2 separate regions of the Pan troglodytes genome follow, and region 2 is linked to region 1. A link is a contact called in public Hi-C data. All regions are on one chromosome and are shown on one strand. The core of a region is the stretch at or near the end of the contact, and the rest is flanking DNA. Distances in the headings are between cores, read along the strand shown. Region 1 holds the start of POP5 (POP5 homolog, ribonuclease P/MRP subunit). Region 2 holds the start of ACADS (acyl-CoA dehydrogenase short chain).

The links. A called contact is a pair of places that touch in the nucleus more often than the background predicts.
Region 2: a contact with region 1 is called in a Hi-C map of induced pluripotent stem cells, with 4 times the contacts expected there. The contact joins the promoter of ACADS here to the promoter of POP5 in region 1. A contact is called at or near these places in 3 of 7 Hi-C or Micro-C datasets (induced pluripotent stem cells and stem cell-derived neural progenitor cells), 1 of 1 datasets of contacts at active chromatin or transcription factors (stem cell-derived excitatory neurons) and 1 of 1 other capture datasets (stem cell-derived neural stem cells).

Annotation. Positions count from the first base shown.
Region 1 is chr10:127,394,194-127,397,826 of NHGRI_mPanTro3-v2.0_pri, reverse strand. POP5 (POP5 homolog, ribonuclease P/MRP subunit) reads left to right here and starts at 1,637. Exons shown (of 5, transcript XM_509430.8): 1 at 1,637-1,701; 2 at 1,787-1,929; 3 at 3,117-3,266; 4 at 3,443-3,526; 5 at 3,628-3,633. The coding sequence starts at 1,682.
Region 2 is chr10:127,538,905-127,542,537 of NHGRI_mPanTro3-v2.0_pri, reverse strand. ACADS (acyl-CoA dehydrogenase short chain) reads right to left here and starts at 1,891. Exons shown (of 10, transcript XM_001162935.6): 1 at 1,717-1,891; 2 at 459-622. The coding sequence starts at 1,762.

The DNA.
Region 1 (3,633 bases), core at 388-2,887:
GTGGGTGGATCACCTGAGGTCAGGAGTTCAAGACCAGCCTGGCCAACATGGGGAAACCCTGTCCCTACTAAAAATACAAAAATTATCCAGTTGTGGTGGCACACACCTGTAGTCCCAGCTACTTGGGAGGCTGAGGCAGGAGAATCGCCTGAATCCAGGAGGCAGAGGTTGCAGTGAGCTGAGATCATGCTCCAGCTTGGGCAACAGAGTGAGACTCCGTCTCAAAAAACTAAATAAATAAATACAAAAATTAGCTGGTCGTGGTGGCAGGTGCCTGTAATCCCAGCTACTCGGGAGGCTGAGGCAGGAGAATCGCTTGAACTCAGGAGGCAGAGGTTGCAGCCAGCCTCCTGGCTGCATTTATATAAAGTTTAAGAACAGGCAAAATTAATCTAGCAGGGTAGAAGTGGTAATAGTGGCTGATAGCAGTAAGCAATTTGACTGGAAGAGGGCTCAGGGAACCTTCTGGGATACTGGAAATGCTCTTTATTTTAATCTTGGAGGTGGTTATAGAAGTCTATCCATATGTAAAAATTCATTGAGATGTACACTTAAGAATATGTACTTTATGTAATACCCCATAAGACTTTTTTTTAAATACTTAAAAATAAAAGAAAAAAGCATAATTTAACAGAGGGCATAGTTCTCAAGCTGTTTTCTCTGTCTCAGGACCCCTTTACACACGTTACTGAGGATGCCCAAGAGCTTTTAGTTTTGTGGGTTATATTTACTATGGACATTAAAGTTGAGAAACGTTTAAAAAACAATACACAATTCCTAGAGCAGTGACGTCATCACGTCAAGCAGCCTCTGGAAAACTTGACTGTTCACTCAGAGAGAATGAAAAAGACAAGTAACATCTTAGCATTATTATGAAAGTAATTTTGACTTCGGGGACTCCCAAATCGAGTGAATTTAGGAAATCTCAGTGGTCCCCAGACGGCACTTTGAGAACCACTGGCGCAGGGGGAAAATGACAGAAGAAAACACACTACACGACAACAGTTATTCTCTCTCAGTGCTGGGATTATAATTTATTTGCTTCTTTGTGCTTTTCTGTTAAAAAAAAAAAAGGTAAACGGAAATGGAAAATACAATGACCACGTATTGTTTCTGCGAGCAAAAAACGAGACGGCACACTCGCCTCCCTAAGATTGCTGAAAGGCCCAAACAGCAATAGCATATTTAGCTGTATGGAAGAATTAAACTGAGCTCAAACCTGAAAATAAAAGTCCGATTTCCCGTTTGTCAATCCCTGGGCTGTGAGGTGCAGGGTCTTGCCCTCAAAAGCTCCACCGTTCACCTTGGGGAGAGAATATACTCGCATACATAACTGTGGTGCAAGGTTCCCAGGGCCCCAAGGGTAGCGGCTGCATCCTACACACTATTGTAAACTTCAGTGTGCAACAGAACCATCCATTACAGCTGCAAGCCGCTCCATCCCGGGGTTCAGCCCTCAAACTAGTCAGTGACCCTCCGCAGGACGCATGCGCGCTTACAAACGCAGTTGGGCGGGGCTTGAGGGAGCTGACAGACTTCGGCCTCTCAACTTTCTAGCTCCGCCCTAATATCCTGTCTCCTTCTCTGAATGGCTGAAAGGCTGCGGAAGCAAGCTTCCCATTGGCAGCGGGCAGAACTCACATCCGGTTTGCACGCCGGACCGGAGAGCGCGGAGGCAGCCATGGTGCGGTTCAAGCACAGGTAAGCATTCCGTTCCAGACCCTCCCAGTGCCTTGCTGGGTCCTCGCGGCCCCGCTAGTGTCCACCTTCCTCTCGCCTGCCGCAGGTACCTGCTCTGCGAACTGGTGTCTGACGACCCCCGCTGCCGCCTAAGCCTCGATGACCGAGTTCTGAGCAGCCTCGTACGGGACACGATCGCCAGGGTGCACGGAACTTTCGGCGCAGCCGCCTGCTCCATCGGCTTCGCGGGTGCAAGGGCGCTGGGGAAAGAGGGGAACCCGGGAGGATGGCGGGATGTGGAGGGGGCAGGCGCCGGAGGAAGAAAGAAGGGGCACGAGTGGCCAAGCCCGTGCACCGTTTTTTGTAAGGTATCTCTTTAAGCGCCTGGAACCCCAAGCGAGAGTCCGAAATTAGCAGAGCGCTAAAAGGAGGGGCCCGAAGGCAGTGGGGCTTTGAGCTAGAAGCCTCTTTTTACCTGCTTGACAGGTAATTTCTGTAATTGGTTGTGATTGTATTTGATAGGGTAGAGAATTAAATGAGGGAAGCTGTGTATACTTCCTAGTAAGAGCTATTATATGACCGATTACATTAACATCACATGGAAAAAAATTGTCAAAAGTACCCCGGGAAAGCCCTTAAATAGTTGGTAAAGTACAGAACACATGATTGTCAATATATGTAAATACAGGATGAGCTAGGACAGAGGGGCCCTTCTTTCACACCACTTAAATTAGTTCCCACTTTTACCTTGTTTGAGATTGACTTCTGGAGAGTTAAATGCAGATAGACTTAACTCTCCTAAGTCAGGTGAGACTGAGAGCTGACTGCTACAATAATTACGGAGCCCAAATGCAGTAAAACAGCCTGTTTTTCAGGCAAGGGTTTTGTGGGGGTTTTTCCTAAATTAAAACGGATCGCCTCCTACCTGCTCCTATTTATTGAATTAACTAGTGAATTAGAAAGCATTTTCAATTCTAAATTCATTCACCAGTTCTGAGTGGTGTGCAACACAGTGGGTGTTTTGGCTTTTCTCTTTTACTCGCTGATCTACGTGCCACTTGCCTACAACATACTTTTGGCACATAGTAGGCTCTGTTACTCCAAAGTTTTCCTTTTTTCGAGACAGTCTGGCTGTTGCCCAGGCTGCTGGAGTGCAGCAGCGAGATCGGGGGTCATTGCTGCCTCTGCCTCCTGGGTTCAGGTGATTCTCATGCCTCAGCCTCCTGAGTGGCTGGAATTACAGGTGCGCACCACCACACCCAGCTAATTTTTGTATTTTTAGTAGAGACGGGGTTTCATCATGTTGGCCAGGCTGGCCTCGAACTCCTGACTTAAAGTGATCTGCCCACCTCAGCCTCCCAAAGTGCTGGGATTACAGGCGTGAGCCACCACACACAGCAAAAGTTTTCCAAAATGATTTTTCTTTCCTGTTGTAGTTCGATACCTCAATGCCTATACTGGAATAGTGCTACTTCGATGCAGAAAAGAATTCTATCAGCTTGTGTGGTCAGCTCTTCCCTTCATCACATACTTGGAGAACAAAGGACACCGTTACCCATGCTTTTTCAACACATTACATGTGGGAGGTAGGAGTGAGGTGGTATGGCTACTGATTTTCAATTGGTGACACGTTCACAGTTCAGTCTAGACTGGTGGGTGGGTCTTGCTGCTGTCCCGCTAACAAGACACTTCCCCCTACCTCTGAAAGTCTGTAAGGTCGAGACCTTTCACAAGCTGTTGACCACAGTAACTCATATGCCAGGTACAATAAGAACATGTCAGAAGTTCCTAATTCAGTACAACAGGAGACAACTGTTGATCTTGTTGCAGAACTGCACTGATGAAGGTAAGCAACACTAGCCCAGTGCCCACTGAGCAGTGACTGACCTTAAGCTGAAGAAATCACTCCCAAAGATATCTTTCATCCCTGTTATCTGCCTTCTCCAGGAGAGC
Region 2 (3,633 bases), core at 642-3,141, 140 kb before region 1:
AATCACTTGAACTCGGGAGGCAGAGGCTGCAGTGAGGCGAGGTCGCACCATTGCACTCCAGCCTGAGCCACAAGAGTGAAACTCCGTCTCAAAAAAATAAATAAATAAGAATAGTACCTTCACCTCACAGGACCGTTGTGAGGAACAGATGAGATAACCCATCTCAAGAACAGTGCCTAGTGCATGCCAAACACCCTAAAGGCACTATTTAGAATGAGCACAGTGGCTGGCACAGTAAGCAACTGACCATCCACCACATATTACTGTTGTCCCAGAAGTTAAGTCCTGGCTACTGGCCACAGGCTGGACAAGGGAAACTTCCAGAGCATTTTCTGGGTTCCAGGCCCTGCTTTGGGGTTCCTCTACCAGAGTCCGAGTGCCGCTGACTGTCACTGCCACCATTCATCCAGTAGCAGAGGGCAGACCACCATCGTGGGCTGCTGAGGTTGCACTCTCACCTGAGCCGCTGGGAAGAGATGTTCCTTATCCACCTGGGCTGCAATGGGAAACAACTCCTTCTCGGCAAAGTCCCGGCATGTCTGGAGCAACATCTGGTGTGTCTCGGGCAGTTCCACAGACTGGTAGATGGTGTGTAACTGCCGCCAGGCCCTAGGACAGAGAGCTGCCGGCAAGGGCAGAAGTGAGTGGAAGGAGGAGGCAGGAGGTCTCCAAGAATCCTAGTGACCCACTAACTCACCAGGGAGGATTTTGCCCTCCAAGGGACATCTCACAATGTCTGGAGCCAGTTTTAGTTGTCACAACTAGAGCAGGGGAATGCTATTGGTACCCAGTGGATAGGGGTCCGGGATCCCTGCTGAACATCCAACAAGGCAGAGGACAGCCCCCACAACAAAGAACTGCCAGCCCAAAATGTCCATGGCGGCCACTGAAAACCCCATACTAACTGAATGCTTAGTACACTCACTAGACATTTCCATACACTACATCCTTCAGTCCTCAGTATAATACCAACAGTAATAAGACCTCAGCTCTGTGACCTTAGGCAAGGGTTTTAAACGTCAGTGAGCCTCCGTTTCTATAACAAGTGGAGGCGAATAGTATTCCGCTCCTCGGAGTGCGAAAGAAAGACTAACTAGCGCTTAACACAGTTCTCAGTAGCGTTCCCCTTGTAATTCAGGCCAGGCAAAGGAAGCCGTGGCTATATGTGTCACGGCTGCTACAACTGGAGACACGTAAGATGGGAAAGGTACTGTATTAACCAGCAAGAACGAGCATTTGTGGAACACCTGTTACACGCCAGGCACGAAGTGCTTTACATACCCTATGATTTAATCCTCCCAACAACTCTGATTTTCTCTGTGGACATTTTACACATGGGCCAACCGAGGCTGAGGAGGGGCTGTCTTGCCCAAGGTCACAGATGCGGGTCTGGTTCAATCCCAGGCCTGGCTCCGGAAGAAGGACGCACCCTGAACCTCTAGTGGGGGTGAAATGAAGGGAGGGAGATATGGGAACTGGGAACTGGGCTGGTGGCTGGGGTCAATCGGGGGGTAGGGGTCTGTGCAGGAACCAGGGACGCCTGAAGGGCCGGGCTGGGTCGGCGCAAGGAGCAGCAGAACTGGGGCAAAGGCCGTGAGCGCTCCCGAAGTGGGGCTCCGCCTGCCAGCGGCTCTGACAGAGCCGGCCGCCAGGACCTCCGCCCGCTGGGCCAGGCGCGGGCTGCAGCCCCGCCGTACGGATCCCCAGCGCACTCACCTCTGCGGACAGGGCCCGAGGCCCGGGCGAGCAGCGCGGCGGCCATGGGCGACAGACACAGTCCCAGGCTTCGCGACCTACCGCTGCGAGCGCGCCGTTCCGGAGTGCTGGGGGGCGGGACCCGGGGCAGAGGCCACGCCCGTAGGGCCTCGGGGGCGGGGCCGAGGTGCGCTCGCGGCCAGGGGGCGGGGCCTCCAGTGGTCCCTCCCAAGGCGATGAACCGACGCTCGACTGCGCGCGCGGTCGGTCAGCTGGCTGTTCGTGCCCACATTCGTTAATCAAAATGCTAACAAGAGAAAGCTAAGGATAGAGCTTCGCAGAAAGGCCAGAGAGGTCTTTTTAAAGCATAAATAAGATAGCGATCTTCGGGTTAAAACTTTGTTGGCTTTGTCGGCGGGCCCATCCCTCCTAAAATCCAATTCTACGGCTTAAAAAGCCAAGACCTGCCTTGTCTATCAGGGCCCATGCCCACCGTTCCCTGGTTATTGTTGCTTAGCTTTACGAGGCAGCTCTTCTCTAAGACCCTTAGCTGGTTCCTGACTCGGGGCCTCTGTGATCACTGTTCCTTTTGTCTGGAATGCCCCCTCTTCGTTCAGGTCTCATGGATGCCTGCCCTGACCACACCAAGCCGTTTCTCCCCTCCGGCTCTCTATCTTTCGTTCTGTTTATTCAAGGCACTTTGCATCTGAAATTATCTGCTTCCCCGACTCGCTCCGAGAAGCTCAAGGACCTGTCTTGTGTTGGTGCTCAATATTTAGGCCCCTGGAGTTGGGCTGCAAGGAAAGCTTTCTTTTCCCCAGAGGCTGTGAAGGTGGGTGGAGATGCTACCCCCGTTCCACTTCAGTACTGTCTGTCTCATTCCCGATTGGGGCAGAACCCAGCCACATATTTGACCCCTAGCATCCTCATCAGGACACCTTTGCCCCGCCCAAGAAACTATGCTGATTTTACTTGTCCCATAAGGGTCTTCTCTTGTGCAAGTGTGATTCTGATTCCCATAGCCTCCTGGGCACCACCCACGCCCTCCCAGGCACCCACACATCCCTCCAACTGCCTTTCTTTCCCAGCACTCAGCCAGGCAGGCATCTGTTCCCAGCATTGACCTATTTGCCAAAACTTCTGTCTCTTCCTCTTGGAGGAAAGTGGAAACCTCGGTCACTACTTCCTAGAGGAAAGCCAATCAAAAGATGCAGCAAAGTCCTTAATGTGTTACCTTTCTTTTCAAATAATGCATTTAAAAGAACGCCTCTAAATTCTCAGTACTTTAAAGTCAAATGAATGGCTCCCACTGGCAAATGCTCTAAGGGCTTCCTCACCTTTCAGTCATCCCACCTGGGAACCAGCCCTGGGTGGAAGAAACGATGAAGAAGCAGGAGAAAAGGGAGAAATAAGTGAGTTGTGTTTGTGAGCAAAGGCCAATAATAATTGCTTCAGGTGCCACAAAGCATCTAAACCAGACTCTTGAGAATTTGTGACTGTAAATATGAACGTTCAAATTTCATTTTAAAAGTATCCAAGTTTTCCAATAGAGACAGAATCAGATAGTGGTTGCAAGAGGCGAAGTGGGGGAAGTCACCTGGCTGCAAACACAAGGAACTCAGGAACTTTCTGAGTGGGTACGATGGAAATGTCCTATATCATGATTGTGATGGGTAATAAAAGTATTCATTTGTCAAAATGCATCAATACTCTTAATTGAGGTAAATTTTACTGTAGTTAAAGTATTTCTTAATAAGCCTACCTTTATGGCCAGCCACAGTGGCTCACACCTGTGATCCCAGAACTTTGGGAGGCCGAGGCAGGTTGATCACCTGAGGTCAGGAGTTCAAGACCAGCCTGGCCAACATGGGGAAACCCTGTCTCTACCAAAAATACAGAATTAGCCGGGCGTGGTGGCATGCACTTGTAATCCCAGCT